Regions from separate parts of the Mus musculus genome. Here region 2 is linked to region 1. The links are chromatin contacts, called in public promoter capture Hi-C maps. All regions are on one chromosome and are shown on one strand. The core of a region is the stretch at or near the end of the contact, and the rest is flanking DNA. Distances in the headings are between cores, read along the strand shown. Region 1 overlaps Map1b (microtubule-associated protein 1B). Region 2 has its middle 30 kb from the start of Gm24471.

Region 1 (5,650 bases), core at 223-2,722:
TTGCTGGCAGGGAGGTGGGGGAGGGGGGCCAGTTGTCCTCTGCGGGAGCACTACCCTCTGAACCAAGGTTCTGAATTCAGTTCATGAATGTTTAGCACACACTACGTGCCCTGCATCATGTTCTGCACCAGGGAAAATTCAAAACTAAACAGGCCATGACCCCTGCCCATGAACCCCACAGGCCACACTCATAGAAAAGCATGCATACCTAAGCAGTTGTCTCAGGCTCATGTGGCCCACAAAGTAGCTTGATACTTCCAACAAAAGCTTTTAAACAAACAAAAAACAACCAAAAAACAAAAAACAAAACAAAACTCCTGTTTCACAGCTAGGCAGTCTACCTGGGTACATACTAGCCCTCCGGCTTCTGGGTGACAGAAAGTGCCCCTGGGTTTTCTGTGACTTCATGCCTAATTGGATTGTCAGAGCTTTTGCACGCAGAAGTAGGTCAAAACAGGCCCGATTACGATAGCCCCAAACCGAAAGCAACGAAAGTGGCAGAAACTAAGAAATGAGTTATCAGATGTCTACAAAAGGATGCCACACAATGGTCGAAAGGAGTGCGGGACCAACGTGCTACACTTGGACTAGATCATGACGCCACTAAGCTAAGTTAAGCTCCACAAAAGAGGCCACATGTTGTATGATGCCATTTGTATGAAATGTCTAAGACAGGAAAAAATCTGGAGAGAGAAAATAGGGATTGTCAGAAGCTAAGGGGCAGTGGGATAACTGCTAATGGGTTTAGGAAATTTTGGGGAGTGACAGGCATGTTTTGGAGTTAAACTGCTCATTTTTATAATAATTCTTAAAAAAAAAACACCCACAAAACTACACACTTTCAGTGAATGAGTCTATGGTTCATGAATTACATCCCAATTTGAAAACCTGAATAGTCAGAGTTGCTAAGACACCGGCAGAAGACACACACAGCCTAGGCTAGGATGTTGCCAGGGCCTTTGGTCCTTAATGCTCAGGAAGCAACTCTATCTCAGAGGAGGTGGAAGAGGAGCTCTATCAACGCTTGGCCTGAGGGGACCAGAGATTCTCTTGGCTTCCTCCAAATTCTTATGTCAGGGTGGGTCCTGAAATTGCCAATTACTCTCTCTAGTAGTAAGTATTCTCATGTGATGCTAATGATACAGCAGCAGGAGCCAGCATGTACATCTTAGTCACTATGTGCCACACTTCTTCTAAGCCCTGAGCACTTCAGAGAGCATTACATAGGAGCATTAAATTCAGGGGCTATTATGATCTCCTTCACAGGGAGGGGCAAACCGAAGCAGTAAGATAACTTGACCGACCTTGGATGATGAAACCAGGTGATTTGACCTGGGCTAGAGACCATGTTTCTGAGGCTGGCCTGCCTTCCAAGGGTAGCTAGTGCTGGCCTGGATCTCTCTGAACAGGGATGCTATTGGGATGCTCGTCGTCTCTGAGTTCCATCCCTGTATGTGCCAGCCTGGAGCTTGCCGTCTATTTCCTCTGCTACATTCTTGCTCTGCATCCTGGCAACAACATACCCAGTGCATACCCCCCATTCTACACCCCTCAACAAACATGCTTCCAGCTGGCACTGTTCGCTTGTGTCCTTAATTGAAAGAGGCTTCTGGTGAGCTGGTGCTATGATACTAGATGCAGAGAAGCAGGCTCTGGGCATCGAGGAAGCCTAGGACCTGGGACTTACCCCTTGTACATCTCTCTCCAACTCCCCCACCTATCTAGCCCCTTTGATCAGCCAAGTCCCCATCCTTGGAGGCTCTAAGACCTCCCAGAACTGAAATACTCACCTCAGTGCTGACGGCTTCATCTGAAGGGTTGATCAGAACGACTGTTTCTAAGACGTCACTTCGGTGATGAAGAATCTTTTGTCCTGAAGGCACAAAAAAAATACACAAAGAAGAGACCTTTAGCTCTTCCAGATGAAAGCGGCTCGCCTACTTCTGGGACAGCAGAGAAATTTCCAACTCAGATGTGGCCCTGGAAGCTGGGAAACACAGTGGATGCTACTGAGCACGAGGGTGTGCACACAACAGGCTCAACTGGAGCTGGGGTAGCCTGGGGCCCCCAGGCTTTTACACTGGGTCTTTCATGGTCGATGGCTAGGCAGCCTCCTGACCCAATGGCCGGGTTTTCATCAGAGACCAGGGAGGGGTGCCAGGAAAACTCAGTGGAGCTCTTGACATTTCCTTTCTCATGGTAATTGGGGATGTTTCTCCCTAACGTCCTTTCTTCTGGTGAGAACGGCGCGGAGATTAATTAGGAGCCTCATTGTGAAGTGAATGACGGCCAGAAACCCGACTAACAATTAACCCAGCAGCCAGAATGGCTGTCTGAGGCAGGCTTACGGTCTGTTGGGGTATTCACTAATTAATTCACTTGCTTGTAGGAAAGTGAAGAAACAGTGGGCAAAAGAGAAGTGGAAGGCTACCCTCCCCCAGGACAGGGTGGCCAAACTGCCCCACAAGACAAAACTGAGGGAGAACTAAAGTAAGGTGTGGTTTGGGATGAGGGAGTTTAAGGATGCTCTGCAGGGCTCTTGATATCTCCCACTCCTTACAGCACCATCCTGTGCTGGTCAGCCTCAGGCTTAGGTCAGCAGAGACCTATGGATTGCCTTCTACAAACATTACCCTGCCTTGACAAGGAGATGAAAGCCATCCAGTGAATGTAGCCAGAGTCGCTGATGTATGCTTTACCAGCAAACAACGGACAGAGAGGGGCGTTCCCTCGGAAATGTGGGAGGAAGCCACGTGGTTGGGAGGGAAAGCACGCCTGCTGTTTGGAAGTACAATGAAGCCTGGAAGACTGGAAGAAACAGGAGCTTCTGAGGGAGATACCAACAGAGAAAAACAGAAGGAAAGTAGATCTAGGGTTCTTGGAAAAGCTAAAACAGAATCCTGTATGAACTGCCATTTAATTGGTTGGTGCAAGTTGAAAGTAGGAACCTGAGCAAATATTTCTGTGCTAATGTTAATTACAGCATTATTTTAATAGCCAAAAGATAAAATAACCCAAGTGTCTGGGTTAGATGTGGTCTACCCACAACGGAATACTAGTCAGAAATAGAAAAAAAAAAAAATCAAGCTCTGCTAATGTTACAAAGATGAACTAGAACATAAGGGGGAAAAAAAAGCTGAACACAAATGGATACATAAAATAGTACTTTATGCCCATGAAATACCCAGAATAAGTAAATTTAAAATAGCAATTACCAAAGGCTAAAGGAGGGGGAATTGGGGAGCTATTGCTTAATGGGTACTATCCCATGTTTGGGGTAATGAAAACATTTTGAAAATGTAAGTGATGACATATACAACCTTGTAGACATATTGATCACTCCTGAGTTGTAGATTTAAAAAAAATAGTTAAAATGGCCAATTTTTCTTTATATGTATTTTATCACAAGATGAAGGATCAATGAGACAGACAAGTAAGCCCTGAAGAAAATACTTTGCGTGCGTGTGTGGTATATGTATATACGCTATCCCAGGAAAGCCATTAGAAAGGAGGCGGTTCCAGGCTCGACTCAGCTGGAGATTTCCCCTTTGTATTATCAAGGATCACAGAAACTAGAAACAGCTGCTTAGAGACATTCTACTCATGTCACCATTATTGATCATCCCTGCTTTTCCTTACAGTAACATTTACCAGTCAACTTTAGGAAGGCAGAGGAGCAGCCCAAACTAAACAATGCTGGTGCCACGCCCTGTTCTGAGACCCATACAGTTTCACTGAATCCCCTGAAGTGCTCTCACACGAGGTACCATGACCATGGCTCACTACTGAAGACAAAGAGTTGACAGAGGACATCGAGTAGCTCAGGACGCCACAACAGGGTCAGGTCAGGCCAGGGTCTGGTCCCAGGCTGCCCAGCTCTAGATCCCTTCTGGATTTAACCACTTCTGATGATGCTAGCTAGTTATCAGAACTTGGCTTTGGCAAAACTGTCATCAGATGCTGAAGAAGAGTTAGGGGAAAGACCAACAGACTAAAAACAACAGATGGGCTTAAAGAAGCAAGATGTCAGCAGAGAATACCGGGTGGTCAGGCGAGGCACAGCACCTATACACAGCAAAGCAAAAATTAAATAGAAACATGAAATGTTCTACTGCAAAAGACCAGTCAGGAAGACACTCCAAATAAGAACAGTGTTAACTGCTTGAGCAGGCAAAGACCCGAGGCTTAGGAAAAAGATGCCAAACCATGGAAGACACAGTTCATTTATCATGAATGCTATGTTTTGTAATTAATGTAAAATTTGCCTTTTGGCTGTTTTCCTCTTTGACATCCATGCACACTTAAAGCTAAAGTAAACACAATTCAAATAAGCAGATGACACAGTGAAAGATCACACAAATCTATACTGGATCAAGTCGCCCTTCCATCAGTGGCCTCCTCGGAACAAAGACTTTGAGATCTTCTAAGACAAGAATGAAGCTGACATTAACCAATAAAGGAATGGCTGTTTCTTCATCATATCTTTGATGTGAGCACCCAGAGCATCCGACAGTGTGAGACCTGGTATGACTATTGTCATTAACTGTGCTCTGTAGGAGTCACAGAAGCAAGCCAAAGCAAGGTTTGCAGAAGCAGTCCCCTCCCCGAGAGTCCCTAATGGAGTCAGAGCCCTTTCTCTGCTGCTGACTGCACCCTTCAAAAGCAACAGCAGCTACCACAACCACGCTCCTACCTGCACACACCAGCCCTCCCCAGAGAAGTCTCCAGCTGCCTCTGCCAGGGGCTTCTTACCGTCCACCAGACACTCTTTTCCTCCTTGGCTTTCTCTGTTGCCAAACAGAACAAATGCCACGTAACAGCTGTTGGTCACCTCCACAATCCCTAAGTCATGTTTCAGAGCAGTCTGCCCAGGAATTCAGCTAATGATGCCTTGTCCATCTTTGTGAGAACTCGGAGGGAGAACACTGACAACGGATGTGCGCCAAGATGCCTTTTTGTAGAGTTGATTTGAAGGAAGGAAGGAAGGGATGGATGTAAAGACAGTCAGAGAGAGCTCCCAGTTCTTGTCTTGGCTGGAATGTTGTCCAGATTCAACCACAAGACCCGTAACCGAAGGTCGGGCCTCTCCAGCATCTGCCAAGACAAGGGCCTCGGCTGAGGGACCCGTCAGTTCCCCACACCCTGCATCCCTGGGTGCCCACTCGCTCTCTGGCAGCAGGCGGCTGTCTGCTCAGGCAGCTGGGATGCTCACAAAGCTGCATATTTGGGGAATGTTTCACACTGGGAAGAGGGCCAGGCATTCTCAGGGAGAAGCCACCACCCTTGCCTGTAAAGGTCCCCATTCAGTGGCTTCAGGAAAGAAGTTCCCAGCCTCTCTCCTCACCCTTTAGTCTGCCCTCCCTATAGATACCTCATAAAGAAACCAAGGAGCATCCTATGAATAGCTAACCCTCCTCAGCTTTGTGGAGGATGGACATGGAGTGATGGAGTTGTGTCAGTCCGTTTCCATATGAAAAAAAAAAAGGTCTTTGAAGTCTTCCTAAAAAAATTCCACATAGCTGTGAGGCTCGACCCGGTGAGGTGGGGGCAACAGAGAAGGTTGCTGCTATGTGACAAAGGGTCTGCTCCACTTCAGAATCAAAAGAGAATGAGGACCCCTTGGAGCAGCAGGGCCCTTCAGACAATGGGG
Region 2 (6,367 bases), core at 3,628-6,127, 280 kb after region 1:
GTGTGGATAATTCCTATTGTCCTGTCTTCGAGTTTGCTGATTCTACTATTGAGCTTCTGAACAGAATTTTCATTTCAGATCCTGTTTTTATGTATGTATCAGCATTTCCATTTGATTCTTTGATACACTTTCCTTCTCTTTCATGGTTTTCCTGTTCTGCTTCCAATTCTTCCACATATTAATCTTGGTTGTTTTGTTTTAAAGTTCCTGAGCATTTTTCCAACATCTATCTCATCTCTGAAACATCTTTAATTGCTTTGTGTACTGACAATTGGTTGTGTCTTTTTGGTTTTTTGTTTTTTGTTTTTTGTTTTTTGTTTTTTTTTTTTGACAGGGTTTCTCTGTGTAGCCCTGGCTGTTCTGGAACTCACTCTGTAGACCAGGCTGGCCTTGAACTCAGAAATCCTCCTGCCTCTGCCTCCTGAGTGCTGGGATTAAAGGCGTGCGCCACCACTTCCTAGGGGGTTGTGTCTTTCTTATCTTTTTGTGTGTGCTATGGCTGTATTGACTACCAGACATTTTACATTCTTTACAAATAGATTATATGCACATATAGGCAAAAGTCTTTTGTTAAGTCATCATTGTGGGGCATTTTTAGGGTAATATTTTAAAATGTATTTATTTTATTTTTAGTTATGTGTACACAGTGTGTGTGGGAGCAGTGTGTGCGTGAGAATAGATACTTAGAGACATCAGAAGGCAGAAACCATTTCCATGGAACTGGAGTTACAGGAGGTTATGAGTGGCTTGGGGTGGGTGCTGGGGACTAAACTCCTGGATCTGGCAGAGCAGCAAGTGCTTCTAACCACTGAACCACCTCTCCAGATCCTGAAAGAATACTCTTGTCTCAGTTACAGCCCGAGAGACTCTGACTGAAGTGCTCTGAGCTGGGACCCGGTATTAGAATTTTTTTTTTAATGTCTTGGTTGTCTCTAACATACAGCATGCTTAGAGTCACTGGGAAAACCACTTTTTTATGATTCTCTGGACTGCCAGAGTTTGGTCATGCCAGGCTGTTTCCTAAAGGTCACTTTGTTTTATGGCTCTGTTCCTGATTAATAGCAGAGATGACCCAGGCATCCATAAATGTCCCAGATAATGACCATCAGAAAAGGAGTGAGTCAGCCTCTGTGACTCCTGCTTTCTGACCCAATGGCGCTCGGGGCTGTAGAAGGGCACTCTGTGAGGAAGGATGCAGGGGCTAGAAATCTGGAGTGAGATTCAGCATTTTTGACCCATTGGGTGACACATCGTGGCACTGCCTGAGGTATCAAAAGAGATTATCAGACACCAAGACTATCAGAGTAGAAAATGCAAGAGTGAGCCCCACAATCGAAGGACATTTCATAAACACCGACACTGCAGCCACCAAGTGTGGCATCTGAAAATTTTTGGAGAAAGCCATGGCTTCCTCCTCCCCTGAATAAACCATTGTAGGGAGATTATTAAGTTTTCAGTGACTGTATTTGAGGACATAAGTCCCTGTATCTCTGGGTGTAGTATACAGAAGTAGCAAATTGTAATTTTTATTACTTTGAATGACTTGAACTGGCTGCTACAAGTATTTCTGATTTGTCCTTGTAATAAGTCACAGAGAATGCTTGGGAAAATACGCCCAGGGTGATAGACATGCATAGTCTGCTAGTGGCGTGGCACCTAAAAACCCTGAAGTCACAAGAGCATGACAATCTGACTTGAGGAAGAAAATCTTCCTCAAGGGGAACTGCGAATAGAGCTGACAAGGAAGCAACCTGAGCTTGTGTGGATGCAACTGCATTCTTCTCTGCCCACTGCCATCCTGCCTTCTGCCCTCTTGCCCCAGACACTGCCGATAGGCGACTGATCACTGCCCCATGGCCGCCATAGCTTCCGCTAGGGTTCAGCCTTCACTCACTGTTTGTCTTACTGTTAAAATGGGCCTGTGTGAGCTGAACTGGGAGACAATCTAAACAGCACCTTGCTGGGCAGGATTTTGGTGCTTGGTACCTTTTGTTTGTACAATAGAACCTTGATATTTAGAGAGTTGCATGCTTTGCTGTTAGCAGAACCAAATTGCTCTGGTTCCTATCCAAAATGCTATCTGTTGTGTGTGCATCTATGTGGGCACATGTGTATGCAAACACGCACACACTTTCATGTGAAACCAGAGAACATCCCCATGTGTTATTCCTCAGATATCAGCCACTTTTATTCATTCATTCAATTTATTTTATTATTTTTGTATGCTTTGAGATGGCTGGGAACTTGTCAGGTAGGTATGGCTGGCTGGCCAGACAGCTGTAGGGATCCACTGGTCCCTGTCTCACCAGCACTGGGGTTACAAATGTGTGTTCCTATGCCCGGCAGTGCTTACATGAGTTTTGGAAATCAGACTTAGGTCTTCACAGTTGTAAGACAAGCACTTAATCAAAGAAGCAATCCTCTTAGTTCCCCTTTAGACAACTGTATAAATTAATTAATTAAGTGTTCTATAAATAGGTGTTAGTGTGTTGTCATCCACACCACTTTATCCAAAGGTGTGATCAGTCCAGAGGTTTGTAGATAGTCAGTTACAGTTCACCTGACTCTCTGTCTCCTTCATTCCCACGAACCGGAACTCCACGGGACAGCAGCCTCCTTCACTCCCCCTCTGCCACCAACCCTGATGCTTCTGTGTATGGAAGTCAAAACCCCCATTTGCTCTTGACAAGGGCCTGCTACCTGCAAAGGTCACGGTGACAGAGGAGGGGACGGAAACATGTAAGGCAGGGAGTGTTATATTCTGGTGTGACTTCAGCTCTGGGTGCCACACTCGTGACAGCCTCGTGGGAAACCTTGAGACACAGCTCCAAGTGAAGTCATGCCTGAATTCCTAACCCGAGAAGGCAAGAGGCCACAGACGTGCATTGTGCAAACCACTGAGCATAGGGTGTGATTACTGCAGGCGCCTGCGCCAGCTTACACTCCAGAGAAGCTTGGTTTACCAGCAGTACGAAGTCACACCTGGCAATCGCATGGAAACCCGTGATTGGCGACGATGTCACACCTGGCAAACTCATGGAAACCCGTGATTGGCAGTTACTCTACATGTGGAATTCTTACTATTTCACGATACCTAATGAACACAAAAAGATCCTGTTGGGCTCTCAGCTGTATGTATTTGGGTTCACATGATACTGGTTAAAATTTTGTTTTTATCTTTGTATAGCACAGTGCTAGCCAGTCAGCCGTACAGATATGAAAGATGCATAAAGGTTTAAAAACAAACATCTATGCAGTTTCTTCTTTATTGCTTGCTTGCCTGCTTGCTTGTTTTTGATAATTCTGAAGACTGAATCCATCCTTGTCTTCCCTCTATCACCAAGCCAAATCCTCAGCCCTTGTTTTTTTAATCTTAATTTTTTTTTTTTGAGATGGGGTCTCCCTAAGTTGCTAAGGCTAGCCTCCAACGTATGATCCTCCTGCCTCAGCCTCTCTGAGTATCTGGAAAAACAAGTGTATACCTTGCCCGGCTTCCTAACCCAAATGTTACCATTGTCATGGTCTTGTCTTTGGTTACCTCCAGCTTAGGGGACAGTATAATTTTGATTTGTTTTAACTTGCCAACTTTCCCCCCTTTGATTGACTGTGTGCCTGGTTGCAGTCTGAGCCAGGGTGCTGTGGGGTTCACTCTGAGAAGGGGGTTCTGGAAGAAGTCTTACTCTAGACAGCTTAGCCTCCATTTGGGCAAAGTATGATAACTCCAAAGGCTTTTCTGGTCTCCCATAATCCTCTGCTAACTGTATTATGGAAATGACGGTAATTACCTCAAAGTCCCTGGTGATTCCTATGCCTTCGGTGCTGTTCATTGTCAATGCACCTCGGTCAACCAGCTGTCTCCAGGACTTGCCTTTTGTACCAAACCTTTAATGAAACTGGCATTTGTGTCAATAAACTTTAAGCCCATCTTGCTGAGATAATTATCTAGGTCACTCAAATTTCAGCTACTTCAAATAATTATAGCCTTTTAGTCCTGACTATAAGGTGAGGATTGAAAGGGAAGGGATCAAGGGTCCCCACACCCAAGTCAATTAGGGGGAAACACTGGCAGGTTTCAGCTCCAACCACTGATTTGAATACACAAGCCCCTGGGCTATGGCAAGCTTTACAGAGAATAAGTCACTGGAAAAACACACATTTGTTTAGCTGAGCAGTGATCTGATTTGCAGCTACGGTTGTGCTACATTAGGTGAAGGGAATGCCAACTCAAGGACATCGCCACCAGTCCTCTCTGGTGGCAGGCACCAAGGTTCACCAGCCACTGTTGGATCTAAGCCTATTCCTCTATAAACATAGCATGGCAAGAACTGTGCAATAGAGGTCAATATGCCATCCAGAGATCCAGGGGCTAGAAATTATTATAACGCTCTCCCTAGGCATCTAATCCCTGGCTTAGGAAATCAAGAGGCAGTCTTACACACTTCTTTGTCCCTATGAATGCAACAAAACCAAAATCACTAAGCACAAAAGATTCGTATTCTACTCGCCAACAAATGCTTAAAATGTTCAAGAAAACAAAACAAAACAAAAACAAAATCCAAATACACAAATATCTTTGGAGACCAGGAAATTGTAACGCATAAATCCTTCTCTTTCCAGAGACGAGGAAGACAAAGCCTTTTATTAATCACCCCTGCCCCCACCTCCATCTCCACCTGTCAACATTCAAAACTGGAGACTAATGGTAGGCAGGCTTCTCCTGCAGGTCGTAATTGCCTTTCCAACAGAGAAGCCATCTCCAGAGCAACAGAGATATGAGCTATGGCTTCAAGCTGGGGCTCCCATGTAAATCACTTGCAGAGAAATCGAAATTTCCCACAAGCGAGCTGCACTGATTCTGTCTGCTAAAAGCGTCCCTCTCTGGACACAGGGCTGGAGTATCCTAGCAGCTGCGAAACTGTCTGTGTTTTCTGCATTGTGCGTGGAGCTGAGACCAAAATGCTGTGCAGCCTGCTCTTAAGACTGAAGAGAACTGCTTTCATTATTGATAATATACTTCAATCGTCATCATCTATTATTTAAATCGACCTGTCCACAGCTGCACAAATTAGAATCAAAGTGACGTAAGAGTGTTTTCTAAACCCTACCGTCACCTTAGCTTTCCTTTCCCCACATTTTCATGCTTCTGTGCTAAGTATGCTTAGTCTTTGATATACCTTGACTACCCAGTCCCAGATATTTCCATAATCCTTCTGTTTTATTTTCTTAATATTTTTGCCATCATTCCCTCCACTTCCCCCAACAGGATCTAAGGTCAGACAGTGCTCAGTTTTACTCAACAACATTATCCTCTTTAATTAATAAACAATTTTCCTAGATAACTCATCCCAGGGATGAGAATACATGAGCACTTGCTTCAATCAGCAACGCAGTGTTCGTTCCAGAATCTCCATTGTTAACTCCTCCTTCTCTTATTTCCCTGATCTCTGTGCCTCCCATATACTCAATAGCTTTAGGTCTCCTTAAATGCTACTTCAGAGAATGAAAGATTAATAAAAATTATCCTACAAGGACATTCTATGGAAGCCTCTAGAACTCATTCTTCTCTTTTTATATCAACAACAGAACCCTGATCTTTGGCAGGCACATGGCTGTCTGGAATAGACTCTGTGTTCCAGCCTTTGTTACAGGTCAGGGTGGCATGAGTCTTGCCCAAAAATTAGAATGAGAACAGGAGTTTCTTTTGGAAATGTTTGCGGGGAAACCCTGAAATTCGGCTGCTCTTCCATCTTACCATACCCCACTTTCATCCTTCCTTGCATCCTGCAGTCCAGCAGAGATGACAGGTAGCCTTCCGGTCAGCTTCTGGGCACAGGAAGTTGAGGACCATACCTGGGGAGTGACAGAGAACTTTAGGAAGTTAACCCTGAACTATCTGCCTCCAGGCCTTAAGTGAGAGACACACACTTGTCTGTAAGCCATGGCCATTGGGGTGTCTGTCCCTTACTGTGGAGTCTGGTCCAGATGACAGGCATACTCGGGTTTGCATCAGTAGCAGATGCTGATTTCTATGGTGTCTGCATTCATTCAGATCATGAAATTTTTCAGCAACTGTCAAAATCATGTGCTTAGCAAATGTCTGACTAATTAAAAAGTCAACTGAAGAAACACAACTTAGTCATTCATTTAATGCCCAAAGTATCAGAATTTCAATCAGTGGAAACTAAAAAGCGCATCCCTTACTTGTCATAAGCAGCATGTTTGCAAACCCTAGAACATGAGCTCCAAGTCCCCTGGCTTGTGAGACTTCACTGCTTAGCACGGACTTGTTCCTCTGTAAAGCAGACAGTCCTGTGTTGGGGCTGGAACACAAGGAGGGAACAGGACAGCAGGTAAACCCAGCCTGCAG

What was found. Capture Hi-C pulls out chosen DNA fragments and counts their contacts.
Region 2: a promoter capture Hi-C map of pancreatic islet shows a contact between it and region 1. The contact joins two enhancer-like sites. A contact is called at or near these places in 1 of 484 Hi-C or Micro-C datasets (nephron progenitors), 1 of 115 datasets of contacts at active chromatin or transcription factors (embryonic forebrain) and 3 of 9 other capture datasets (adipose tissue, embryonic stem cells and pancreatic islet).

Annotation. Positions count from the first base shown.
Region 1 is chr13:99,442,424-99,448,073 of GRCm38.p6, forward strand. It overlaps Map1b (microtubule-associated protein 1B), which reads right to left. Exons shown (of 7, transcript NM_008634.2): 3 at 1,791-1,873. Among named protein-coding and RNA genes, the nearest start is that of 6430562O15Rik, 32 kb to the left of the region's middle. Within about 2 kb of position 1,473, at least 91 of the 459 cell types and tissues checked have an H3K27ac peak or open chromatin away from gene starts, as enhancers often do. A contact at or near this core is called in embryonic forebrain and pancreatic islet, where this site is marked.
Region 2 is chr13:99,719,639-99,726,005 of GRCm38.p6, forward strand. No RefSeq gene overlaps it. Among named protein-coding and RNA genes, the nearest start is that of Gm24471, 30 kb to the left of the region's middle. Within about 2 kb of position 4,878, at least 12 of the 459 cell types and tissues checked have an H3K27ac peak or open chromatin away from gene starts, as enhancers often do. A contact at or near this core is called in embryonic forebrain and pancreatic islet, where this site is marked.